Regions from separate parts of the Bicyclus anynana genome. Here region 2 is linked to region 1. A link is a contact called in public Hi-C data. All regions are on one chromosome and are shown on one strand. The core of a region is the stretch at or near the end of the contact, and the rest is flanking DNA. Distances in the headings are between cores, read along the strand shown. Region 1 overlaps LOC112058341. Region 2 holds the start of LOC112058316 (mitogen-activated protein kinase kinase kinase 15).

Region 1 (5,805 bases), core at 2,463-4,962:
CACAATAAAGCTTGGCTTGAACATACCCACATTGTAGGTGGTATGGATGACATAAGTCTGGTATTCCATAGATTTAAAACAAAGATGCTTGATCCCGACTTGTTATTGGTACTGGTACCATTCAATGCCTATACAAGGTTTGGTGTTAAGTGCACGAGTAATTTCAAAAAAAATTAAATTTTTGTTTTGTTTCAGAATACTGATACAAAAATGAGTGCACGGCCCGCAGCCGCCGGCGCTCGTGCGAAGAAACAAAACCATGCAAACATCCCGTGCCCAATCGAAGACTGCGCGCGCTTCACCTACGGCAAACTCCCCGATCACTTGACCAAAATCCACGGCATCACTGGACCTGACAGAGATGCACTCAACGAACAACAAAGAAAGAGATTTTTCAACGGAGAACTCTGCCAAGTCCGGTATTTGAAAGAGACAGCAATACGAGACCTTTGGGGTGCCGATTACGACGATCCACGAATCCGGGCAAAGATACACCAGAGCTACGGTCTTGTGAAGATTAGAATTATTCCGTTAGCTGCTTCTCAACGCGCTCGCCCTTTGACAGAACAAGATGCGAACGTTTTAACAGCGTACAATGCTAGAACTGCTCCACGACCTGCTCGCGTTCAGAAATCCAGAGCACGACCAACACCGTATTCAATACCAGCAGCTGTTCCAATTGAAAGACGAATATCAAGCGAGTCGAGTGAAGAAGAAACCCCTCGTAACTCTCTCCCACCGTCGCCTCCACCATCATCACCCTCCCTACCACCATCTCCGGCGCCATATGAACTCCAGCCAGTGGAGACACGCTTGCGAGACATATTCGATTCCAAAATCGATGCTGGATACAAAGCGGTTATTGATGACATGAAGAAATCCATGTCAATGGGCCGGACGCTCGGTACGAGGAAGCGCAAAGCTTATCGAACTTACCGACGTTATGCTAAACGTTTGATCGCTTATCTACATCGACAGCACTCACCTTTAGCTTACGATGTCGACGTCTTACTCTGTGGAGAGAGACAAGTTTGCGCGTTCTTGGAGAGAATCAGTGGAGAGCACAAAACGAAAACGTTGCGGAACTACATAGTTGCTGCAATCAAACTTCTCGATTCTCGACTATTTGCTATCGAGACTGATCCGTCTAGCAAAGAAAAAGTGGCATCCATGACGCGTGTATACGATGTCCTACACGCTAAACTGAATGCTTGCGACAGGTTACTTGCCCAAAAGGAATCTCCCTCAAAAAAGGACTTCAGTACCTTCGACAGCGACCCTATGGATCAAAGTTTCAACGAAAGCTATGATGATCTAGTGTAAAAAGCTGCATTGTATTGAAGTTTAATGTATATCTTAATGTGATATTGTGAAAATATTTTCCAAATTTTGTCGTGTTTTAGCGTCGGACAGTATTAAAAATACAGTGCTTTTCTCTAGTCAAGGTTATTGCGAATATGTTATACAGTAAAATACGCTATCATTAACATGATCATTGTTTATAAACAAATCTTTCTTATTTTGAATGCATTCATGTTACTTGTAGAGCTATTTTATATATAAATCGTTGTAAATATTCATATAATAAGTAGATACCTATTTAATTGTCTATCTGTGTCAAAGTCTTTTGCTATATTTTTTTCATTATTTTTTTACATAGAGATTAGACAAATCTGATGACTTCTCATCTTCTTTTAACTTTCAACACGATTAACTACATTACGATAAAAACAATCACAATTCACGATTATTTAAATCGTGAATTGTGATTGTTCTGATTTGTTGTTTTTTTCTAAATCTATGATTTTTCTAAATCTAAACTTTTTGCTATAATCACATAGGTAAACGCCGTGCAAAGCGTGTCACTTTTGCGTAACTGCTTTTGTCATGAACAAAATATAAAACTCTGTGTTTTATGTAAATAACTATATGATTAAAATTACAATGTTACCGATATAATAGTAGATAACTTACGTATCTAAAGATAAATACTGTAAATATCACAATACGTGTTTCAAGCAATAAGCTTCTTAATATAAAAATGCATTAAATAAGCAACAGGTAATATTTATTATAATGTAATTAATATTGTAGGACACAACATACATAATATTGTTTCTGATAGTAACTAAATCCACTTCGGTACGCCATCTCGTGTATATAATAGACAATAATTTATTTTTTTATTTTTTGTGTGAACGAAAATAATCAAAAACTGTATTATCAATTAATGTTATGAACACTTACCCACCAAAGACGTTAAATAAAAAGTTTATTTAGTTATGTAACTATTCTTTAATGTAAATATTTATAAGTAAAATAAATAATTACTTAATTAGGTAATACATTTCAAGTGGTAATAAATGTCATAGACATAGATTTGTGGTTTGTTTGTTTTGCATTCACACCTAGATGGAAAGTGCCTATTGACGCTTCACTTATGGATACCCATATTGTAGATAAAAATACATTGTAGAAAATCATCATTATCAACCCGTCGTATAGCAAGTTAACAACCTACTATGGGCCCAGACCAGACAGACTTTTTTATATTCAATGACAACTTAGTTTTGCCACGAGCGATGCCTACCACAAGCTGGCCTATTCACTAATTTGACCTATAATAACAACCTATTAAAATAAACATCAAATCAACTGAGAAATGTCATCTACCGGACGGTTATCAGTAGGGACCGAATGTCATTTGTTACGAGTCCAAAAATCTAAATTTCGTATAAGTCAAGTAACATATGTTGACGTTAGTGAATTCGCCTGCAGACCAAACCACAGACAATTTAAAAATATATAAAATCCTAAACTGCCTGAGCAGGGAATCGAACCCAGTACCTCTAAAGAGTTCTCCCTTCTCGAGAGAGGATGTGGAGTTTATTAGCTTAGACCCACTGTGGTGCTCTAATATGGCGAGTTAAAGGTTTTGTTTGATTTAGTCACTATTAGTTGTAGAGTTCCCAACTCCGAGCTGAACATTTTTACTGAGAATTTCTAAAAGAAAGAAAAGCTCAATATTATAAACCAAACTAGAACACGAACCCTGGACCTCGTGATTTGAAGATAGACCAAATTGTAGATAACTATCAAAATATCACAGTAGATATAATAAGAAATATGCAAGGACATAGGTACCTACCTAGACTGAGAGATGAATGAATAGAAATGAGATGGCCGATAAGAAAAAGGAATCAAAACGTTTTGTATGTGCCCATAAACAGATGGCGCTTTACCTGCCTGGCACACGTAAATATGTATAATATTTCTTTAAACCCTAAGTTGATATTTTGCCTGTGATCGCACCAAAAATTCACCTTCATCAAACCATCATCAGCGCGAATCGCCTTGGTGGATCAGAAGTGTTAGAACAAATTAAGTAAGTACTTACAATATGAAGATTTGTACTTGAAGGTGTCGGGAATCGAATCTCTTAACACCTCGAAAATAAACCAAATTGTTATAAGCTATTGGGCCATATGGTCACGCTTACTTGACGGAATTAACTATTTTCTTTACTTTTATAGAAAAGAAGAAATTCGCGTAGAGCGCCATCTTGTATGAAATAGCTATAAAACACTTATCGCGACTGTCTGTTCGGTGATTGGGTTCATATTAAAAATGAGAAGTTTCTTTGCGCTACACAATAGATGGCGCTGACCTAAATCGTCTATGCTCTTTGCAGTTTATGCAATCCTGTTACATGGCGATTGTAACTGCCTGCTCCAGATTCTCCACTGGCAACGCCCACGTTCCTAACGTTCCGTAGACATTCATGAAGTGCCTTCTTCATTCCATTCCTCATTCGTTGAGCAAATGGAAGCCGAAAACATAATTATGGGGTTTTTTGTGTTTTTTTTTTACTTTAATCGATTAAGTAAATTTAAGATAATATATTATTGTAACAATTAAATAAATAATTGTTAATGAATTAGAAGTATCGATTTTGCTAGGGTTGTGTAACTTGAAGGGTCATAATAGTCGATACGACGATACTTACGTTCAGATTATTCGATTTTATGACTAATTTATTTATTTATATAAAGCAATTTATATATTTCATAAGAAATACACAGTTCCATATTTATTTGATAGTTTTGCTTTTATTTCATTGTTTTATTTTCTTCAAAAGTGGAACACGAATACGGCTAATAATTATAATCATTGACCTCTTGTAAATAATGGAGGATTGATGTCCTTTTGCCGTTTGTTGTCAATGGTATTGGAAGGGCGCCCTCTTGATCTTGTACACAAAAACTTGAGATTGGGGAAACGTGATTTCGTGCTATAACATTTACGTGCTTATAGGCGAGTTGTTAAAGGTCGAAGCAAAATATCGTACAATTTCATTTTCCAGGACATCACTATATTAAACATACGGCAATCAAAGACACTGGACATTTTTAAAAATGCCGTAAAGTCTCATTATCTGGTGCAGTAAAGACGATCTGTATATATTATTTCTTTTCAATATAAGGTATTTATTAGTATATTTTGATATGTATTTTATTCATTATTGTAGGTATTTGTGTAATATTGTTTATGTATTAGGATGTAAATTATTTGTATTACTAATACTATGGTTATTTTTGTTTTACGCCACCTGCTGATGTCCTTAAGTTTTCCTAAACCGAAGGTTGCCTGGAAGAAATCGCTACTTAGCGATAAGGCCGCCTTTTGTATGCTGATCTCTTTCTAATTTGTTTTTTATTTCACTTGTTTTTGTCTTTGTGGTGTGCAAATAAAGTATATTTATCTTATCTTTTATCTTATATTTCTATGATACGAATCTTACTGTTTTTAACCAACTTCCAAAAAGGAGGATGTTCTACGTTCGGCTGTATGTATGTCCGCGATATTTCCGTCATTTGGGGATCGATTTTAATTTTTTTTTTTTGAAAAGGTATACTTTGTGTCAGTTTTTTCATGGCATCCTGGAGAATTCGGAAAAATCTTTCAAAAATTGTAGAGACGGCAAGTGGCGCTAGTGCGTTTGATGGCACTCATCAACGATTTACCGAAATTATTTTGTTTAGGCTTAATTAATTTGTATTGATGAGGACTTTCCACCTAGATGGGTTGTGACTGCATTGGAGGTCTGGCGATGAAGACAAAGGACAGTTAAGGTTACTCCTCATCAGTTCACAGTAGGCACCTTGTGTTTGGGCTTGATTTTTTTTTTTGTTAATGTTAGCCCTTAACTACAATCTCACCTGTAAGTAATGATGCAGTCTAAGATGGAAGCGGGCTAACTTGTTAGGAGGAGAATAAAAATCCACATACCTTTCGGTTTCTACACGGCATCGTACCGGAACTTCAAATCGCTTGGAGGTACGTATTTGCCGGTAGGGTGGTAACTAGCCACGGCCGAAGCCACCACCAGCCAGACCTGGACCAATTAAAAAAATCTTAATTGGCCCAGCCGGGGATCGAACCCAGGACCTCCGTTTTGTAAATCCACCGCACATACCACTGCGCCACGGAGGCCGTCAAATACATTTGTATTGATGAGAACTTTCCACATCAATGGGGTGTCTGCATTAGGGGTTGAAGACGAAGGACAGTCAAGGGAACTCTTCGACGGTTCACAGTAGCTAGCTTGAGTTTGAGGCTAATAAATTTGTACTGATGAGAAATTTCCACCTAGATGCATTGTGACTGATATTGAGGTCTAGTGATGATGGCGAAGGACAATAATTAAGGGAACTTCATAACGGCTTACGGTGGCTACATTTTGCTGGGCTTACTTAGTACGGTTCAATAAGTACGCCAAAATGTTAAGTTCGAACAAAAATAATA
Region 2 (5,805 bases), core at 1,380-3,879, 36 kb after region 1:
CCAAGTACCTTTCACCTTTCAAAATATAGGTAAAGTTGTCTCCGAGCCTCCAAGCCAGGTCTAACCTAGGTTTTCGCCGAGTGCATAGCTACACTTTAAAGAGGCATATTTTTGTGCTAGATTTTTTTATTGTGTTTTATGAGGCGTGCATATTTGCATTTTAGATTTTTTTTTTCATTTTCAATTTTATTGACAAAATCGTGGCGCCCGCGCCGCTTTGCCACGACCCCTTAATGTCGCCTGGGACTTGCCTCTCTTGCCCCCACATCAATACGCTACTGCGTATTGTTTTTTTTGACTCGTACTACCCTCATAATGTCATAATTTATGCATAGGAGTGAGGTAATGCCAAGTAGGTAGTGAAAAAGGTAATGCTGAGTTATCATATTTGAACAATGATCTAAAATACTGAATTTTCAAGATTTTTTATAATCTGTATAAGTAAGTATCATAAGATTTGAATAGGGCGAGTTCTGAAATAAAAAATATTACTATACCTACGTATTGTTTTATTGATTAATAAATTACCTAAATATCGGTAGGCACGTAACGTAAAATATCAATGTAGGCCGCGTATGCCGAATAGAGTATTATCCTTATTTTTATCACTAACGGAGCATCGTACTGACGAAAAATAAAAATAAAATATTTTTATTTTTCGTCAGTACGAATTCAACTGGTTTTATGAATTACCGCCATCTAGTGAGCGATAGAATACATAGTTTGACATTTGCTTCACTACGCCTACACAAGCTTTGCATATTTTTGTATAGGTGGCAGTTTAAGACGGATATTCAAGGTCGCTTATAGGGTTGTACCGTTAAACGATATTTTCGTTGTAAGTCGATTTATTATCGATTATATTTCGATTAAAATGTAAACAAAGTATATCAAAACTGAGGCAAACAAAAGCGCTCATTGATTCGCACAGTAAACAACTATTTAAATAAATTACACCTAAATATCGTATACAATGTCGAAATGTGGCTTTAGTAACTGTAAAAACTGTGTTTGAAAAGGCGAAGTTTGTGTGTGTATAAATATGTTTGATTCTCATTTACGCTGCGGCTACTCAAGCGATTTGGCTGAAATCTAAAATAAAAATAGATTTTACTCTGGATTTACACATTGGGTACTTTTCATCCCGGAAAAATCTATGGTTCCCGCGGGGTTCGAGAAAAACTGAATTCCACACGGACGAAGTCGCGGGCGTCCACTAGTAGTGCCATTATATTATTTTCACTGTCATGTGCCGGCGATACGCAAGTAGATAAGTATATCAAAGAGTTCACCGTCCAAGTGGACGTCCACTGCTGGCATAGGCCTTTTGTATGGACTTCCGAATCTGAACACCACGGTTTTTTTTATTCTTTACAAGTTAGCTCTTGACTACAATCTCACCTGATGGTAAGTGATGATGCAATCTAAGATGAAAGTGGGCTAACTTGTTAGGAGGAGGATGAAAATCCACACTCCTTCCGGATTCTACACGGCATCGTAACGGAATGCTAAATCGCTTGGCGGTAGTTAGTTAGGTCCAATTTCGAGAAAGAGGTGAATTGCCGAATCCAGCTCGGCTGGGCAACGTTCGGGAAACTCCGACATCTTTTCGTCCGAAATTCCTCAGTGCTTTCGATCGATCGAAGACTTTCATCTTCAATGAAAGTCTTCGATCAGTGCGTATTGCCAGTGATGACCTACGGATCCGAGACTTGGTCGCTGACTATGGGCCTTATTAGAAGGCTCAAAGTCACTCAGCGGGCGATGGAGCGAGCTATGCTTGAAGTTTCTCTGCGTGATCGAATCAGGAATGAGGAGACCCGCAGACAAACTAAAGTCAATCACATAGCTCAGCGAGTCGCGAAGCTGAAGTTGGAATGGGCAGGCCACATAGTTCGTAGAGCTGATGGACGTTGGGGTCCCAAGATGCTGGAATGGCGACCCGCACCAGAAAGCGCAGTGTTGGTCGACCCCCCACTAGGTGGACCGAGGATATCAAGCGAGTCGCAGAGATTCGCTGGATGCAGGTGGCTCAGTATCGTGATGTTTGGAAGTCCCTATAAGAGGCCTATGTCCTGCAGTGAACGTCCATCGGCTGATATGATGATGATGTTGATGAGGTCATTTTGTTGTATATATAGCTCCCAGGGAAAATAAACTGATTTAAACAGGAATTCGTTATTACTGTGCAACCTCACTAAAACAGTGAATAAAAATAATTAAAAATACTTTTTGTTGAGTAGGCAACCAATTTTTTTTGTGTAAAATCATAGAAAAATTTATGTAAAAAAAAACATTTAAGCTAATAAATTGCAATAAAAAGTGAATCGTATCATATGCAGTGCGGGTACAGCTGCTGTAGGTACATAATAAAATTACGATAAATAAATAAACCTTTGTACCTAGGTCATGCAGGTAGTCTGTTGGCGTACGTCTGACTAGGACCGTAAACATTACCTATTGTTATTCCTGTGGTAAAGAATGTTGGTTAGGTCTTACAATATTAATTTTGATACTGGTTTTGAACATCGATTAAATTTTTAACGATAAATATCGACTTTGACAGCTTATTAATCGATTATTCATCTGCGCACCTGAATTTTAGTCTGTTGCTTGTACAACACTATTATTAAATAACAAGCTGAATGGTGAGACTTGTTGTGGTTATTGTTGTGGAATTTAAAATTTTATTTGTGGACATATCGATACAAAAAAGCGTTTATTTCCTAGAAATATGCGACCCCACTGTGAGAAGAACAGAAAATGATAACATTCGGGGGAGCGAATACTTCAACGGCGCAAGAGGAATCTGGTAAGAACTTGGCTGTTGAATACGACGGAGTTCGATTATTTTTGAATTCTTATTTTGAAAACTTTATTTTTTAATTAGGCGACGGTCGGAGTATTTGCGAGAGCGTTTGCAGTGATGGTTCCAATGCAACTGTGCAAGCTGGGGCCCCTAACCAGAGGCCCCGTATGGACATCGCATGCGTTTTGGACATAAACCAAACATTGAACTTGGCTCATAGGAAAAGGGCATTAGAGGAAGTCCGTTTAGCTTCTGAGCTTGTGAATGCTAACGTACATCACATACATGTAAGTGATTAATTTTACTGCATAATTAGATCACAAGGTTTTGTAGTTGGATTTTAGATTGCATAATTTATTTTGCTCACTCTAAGGAATATTGCCTCGTCCTTGTTTTATCATAAAAAGTGTGATAAGCTTGGGTACTACAAAATCATTTCAAACATAAGTTCAGCCCCATAACTCTGTAGCTATTGAAGTTTGATATTTAAAGACAGTAATCTTAGCTAGAACTTTTAATTTTATAAAACTTGAAAGTTTGTCAACCTATGTTTCTACTGGCGACATATACTGTATAGACTGCAGATATGTTAAACTGTGTGCAAAATTTCTTCCCAATGTTAAGTGGGGAGTAACTATTTGACAAGATTTAACATAATCTTCCATCAAATCTATGGACTGTTGGTACAATGCATGTCGCTGGTTTTTACAATAGAGCTAAAGACTATTCCTCGAAATAGCTCAACAGTAAGAACGGTCGGACTTAACACCAAGGGGTGGTGGTTCATTCCGCACCCCATTGGTCTATTGTTGTATCCACTCCTGACACAGTTTTTCCCGACTAATTGGATGGGAATGGAAAAATTGGTCATATTTAAAAAGATATGGCAAATATTCTTTTAATAAAATAAAAAAAAAATCTTGTGGTATATTTGATAGTTGACTAATAAGGTCCACAGCATCAATTTCCCAAGTATAAAGTGGAATTTTCTTTATATTTTCTTTGGGATAGTGTAGGAAATCTTGCCCTCAGTCACCAGACACTAAAGTTTGTTACACCCTTAAAGTTCTATCAAATCAAGAACATATATAGTGTTGTGTTTCTCACCCTGCAAATAAAAATCACAATTATAGTCACATTGACTTTAAGTTGGATATTAAAGAATGTCTAATTATATGGGGCTGGCACCCATATGGTGAATCCATGAAATCCCAAGATATTTTCTCTGGTCTACATTGTGGCCCAATAATGATAATGACTAGGTTTTGACTGATTTCTTACAATATACAATAGACCCAGCATCCACACTGTTATCATAGGATGCTAACATTTTCTGTGTATATTACTCAAATATTATATTTCCTTACAGTTTGAAAAGCTTGACTTTGGCGAGACGAGTGTGTTGGACACATTCTACAATGCTGATGTGGCCCTAGTAGATCTCAGCGTGCAAGTGCAACAGAGCTCCCTACTCTACCACCTGGGAGTTAGAGAGAGCTTTGATATGAAGGAGAATGTGCTGCTTTATAATGATGTTGATCCTGATGCCACATTAAGACTTAAGGTACTATTTTTTTTCTTATAATAATATTAATAAGACTTTTATACAGATTTGTTTGTCTGCTTGTCTTTTTAGAGTGGTTAGCTTTTAGTTGGATTGAATTTTTGTACATCATAAATGGTCAAATGTCTAATTATATTATTAACTAGCTGACGCAGCGTGGTTACACCCGCGTGGTTCGCGTTCCCGTTGGATATCAATTTCCAAAATATAAAGTGGAATATTTTCCACAAAACACACAAAAGCAATCTTATGGTCTAGCATAAGAATGCTTTTGCAAACAATCACAATAATATCAGACCAGATCTAAGCTAATTTAGAAAACGTATAATCCTAATTTGATCAAAGCTAAATCCAAGACCTGTTTGTTACATTATAACAAAAATTATGAATCATAAATTAATCTCCACCTCCTCATTGGAGTTCTAGGCTTGTAAAAGCTAGTTTTGGTTTTATGCTCAGATATCCTCATGTACCTACATACGTGCAAACATTAGACAGTTATCAAAGCCTTGAATGATAACAACTCAATAGTTGTTACTCTCAATTTCTCAATTGTAGTCATATAAACTCAATCTGTATGCCGACTAGCTCAGTATAGTACATGTTTCACAATAAATGGCTCCATCTGTAGATACTTAAATAGTCCAGTATGAATGTAGGATAGTAAATACTTAAAGTATTTAATATGTTAATTGTGAGTTTAGAGTTTGACAAGTTTTAAATTTAACGTGAAAGCGTATGAAAACGCGACGCTTTTTTTCGAGCAGTGTTGCATTTTCAATTTTGGGCATTGGAAATAGGCCTTCATTTAACTTCATACTATATTTGAGTGTTTTTTAACATCCGTTAAAAAAACTCTCGTGCAAATGAGGGTTTACGTTTTCAATATAATATTCCTTATGCCGGATCTTATACTATAATAGTTCTATTCACAAAGTTACAGCTATTATGTTTTCATCGGCTTTTTGATTGACCTGTAAGCGGGATTTATGGTAATAATATAAATGAAGTTTGGATATTGTACGCGATTTTGTTTTACAATTCGGGTAGATTGTGCCCTGTCAGATCCTTTAATTTCTTAATGCTATAAGAAATAAAAACATTGATTGTTTTTTATATTATCAGTTTGTATGTAAAGTCCCTCAATGTCTGTAAAATCAGTCGATTATACAAAAGCAATTGCATCTCCTATACTTTTATTGACACAAGAATACACATTTATATTATGAATCATCTCGAAGTTTTTGATTACTTAATTGGTACTACTGCATATTTTTTATAAGTGTTCTGCATATTTGTATTTTTCATTCTTTGTTTACATATAGACATATAGATCTATGCGTTTTATACATATATGACTCTTAAAAACAAATTGACGTTACAATCAATTAATCAACATCTAAATAAATATTGTGTTCTTTAGTCTGGGATT

Evidence for each region. A called contact is a pair of places that touch in the nucleus more often than the background predicts.
Region 2: a Hi-C map of whole body shows a contact between it and region 1, with 4 times the contacts expected there. The contact joins the promoter of LOC112058316 here to the enhancer-like site in region 1. A contact is called at or near these places in 2 of 2 Hi-C or Micro-C datasets (whole body and whole larva).

What each region holds. Positions count from the first base shown.
Region 1 is chr9:5,423,754-5,429,558 of ilBicAnyn1.1, forward strand. It overlaps LOC112058341, which reads left to right. Exons shown (of 2, transcript XM_024099101.2): 2 at 196-1,440. The coding sequence starts at 211. The coding sequence ends at 1,323. Among protein-coding and RNA genes, the nearest start is that of LOC112058319, 9.4 kb to the right of the region's middle. Within about 2 kb of position 3,713, at least 8 of the 8 cell types and tissues checked have open chromatin away from gene starts, as enhancers often do.
Region 2 is chr9:5,460,714-5,466,518 of ilBicAnyn1.1, forward strand. LOC112058316 (mitogen-activated protein kinase kinase kinase 15) reads left to right here and starts at 2,630. Exons shown (of 24, transcript XM_024099039.2): 1 at 2,630-2,812; 2 at 2,891-3,096; 3 at 4,179-4,373. The coding sequence starts at 2,764. LOC112058319 (muscle-specific protein 20) reads left to right here. Exons shown (of 4, transcript XM_024099043.2): 4 at 1-500.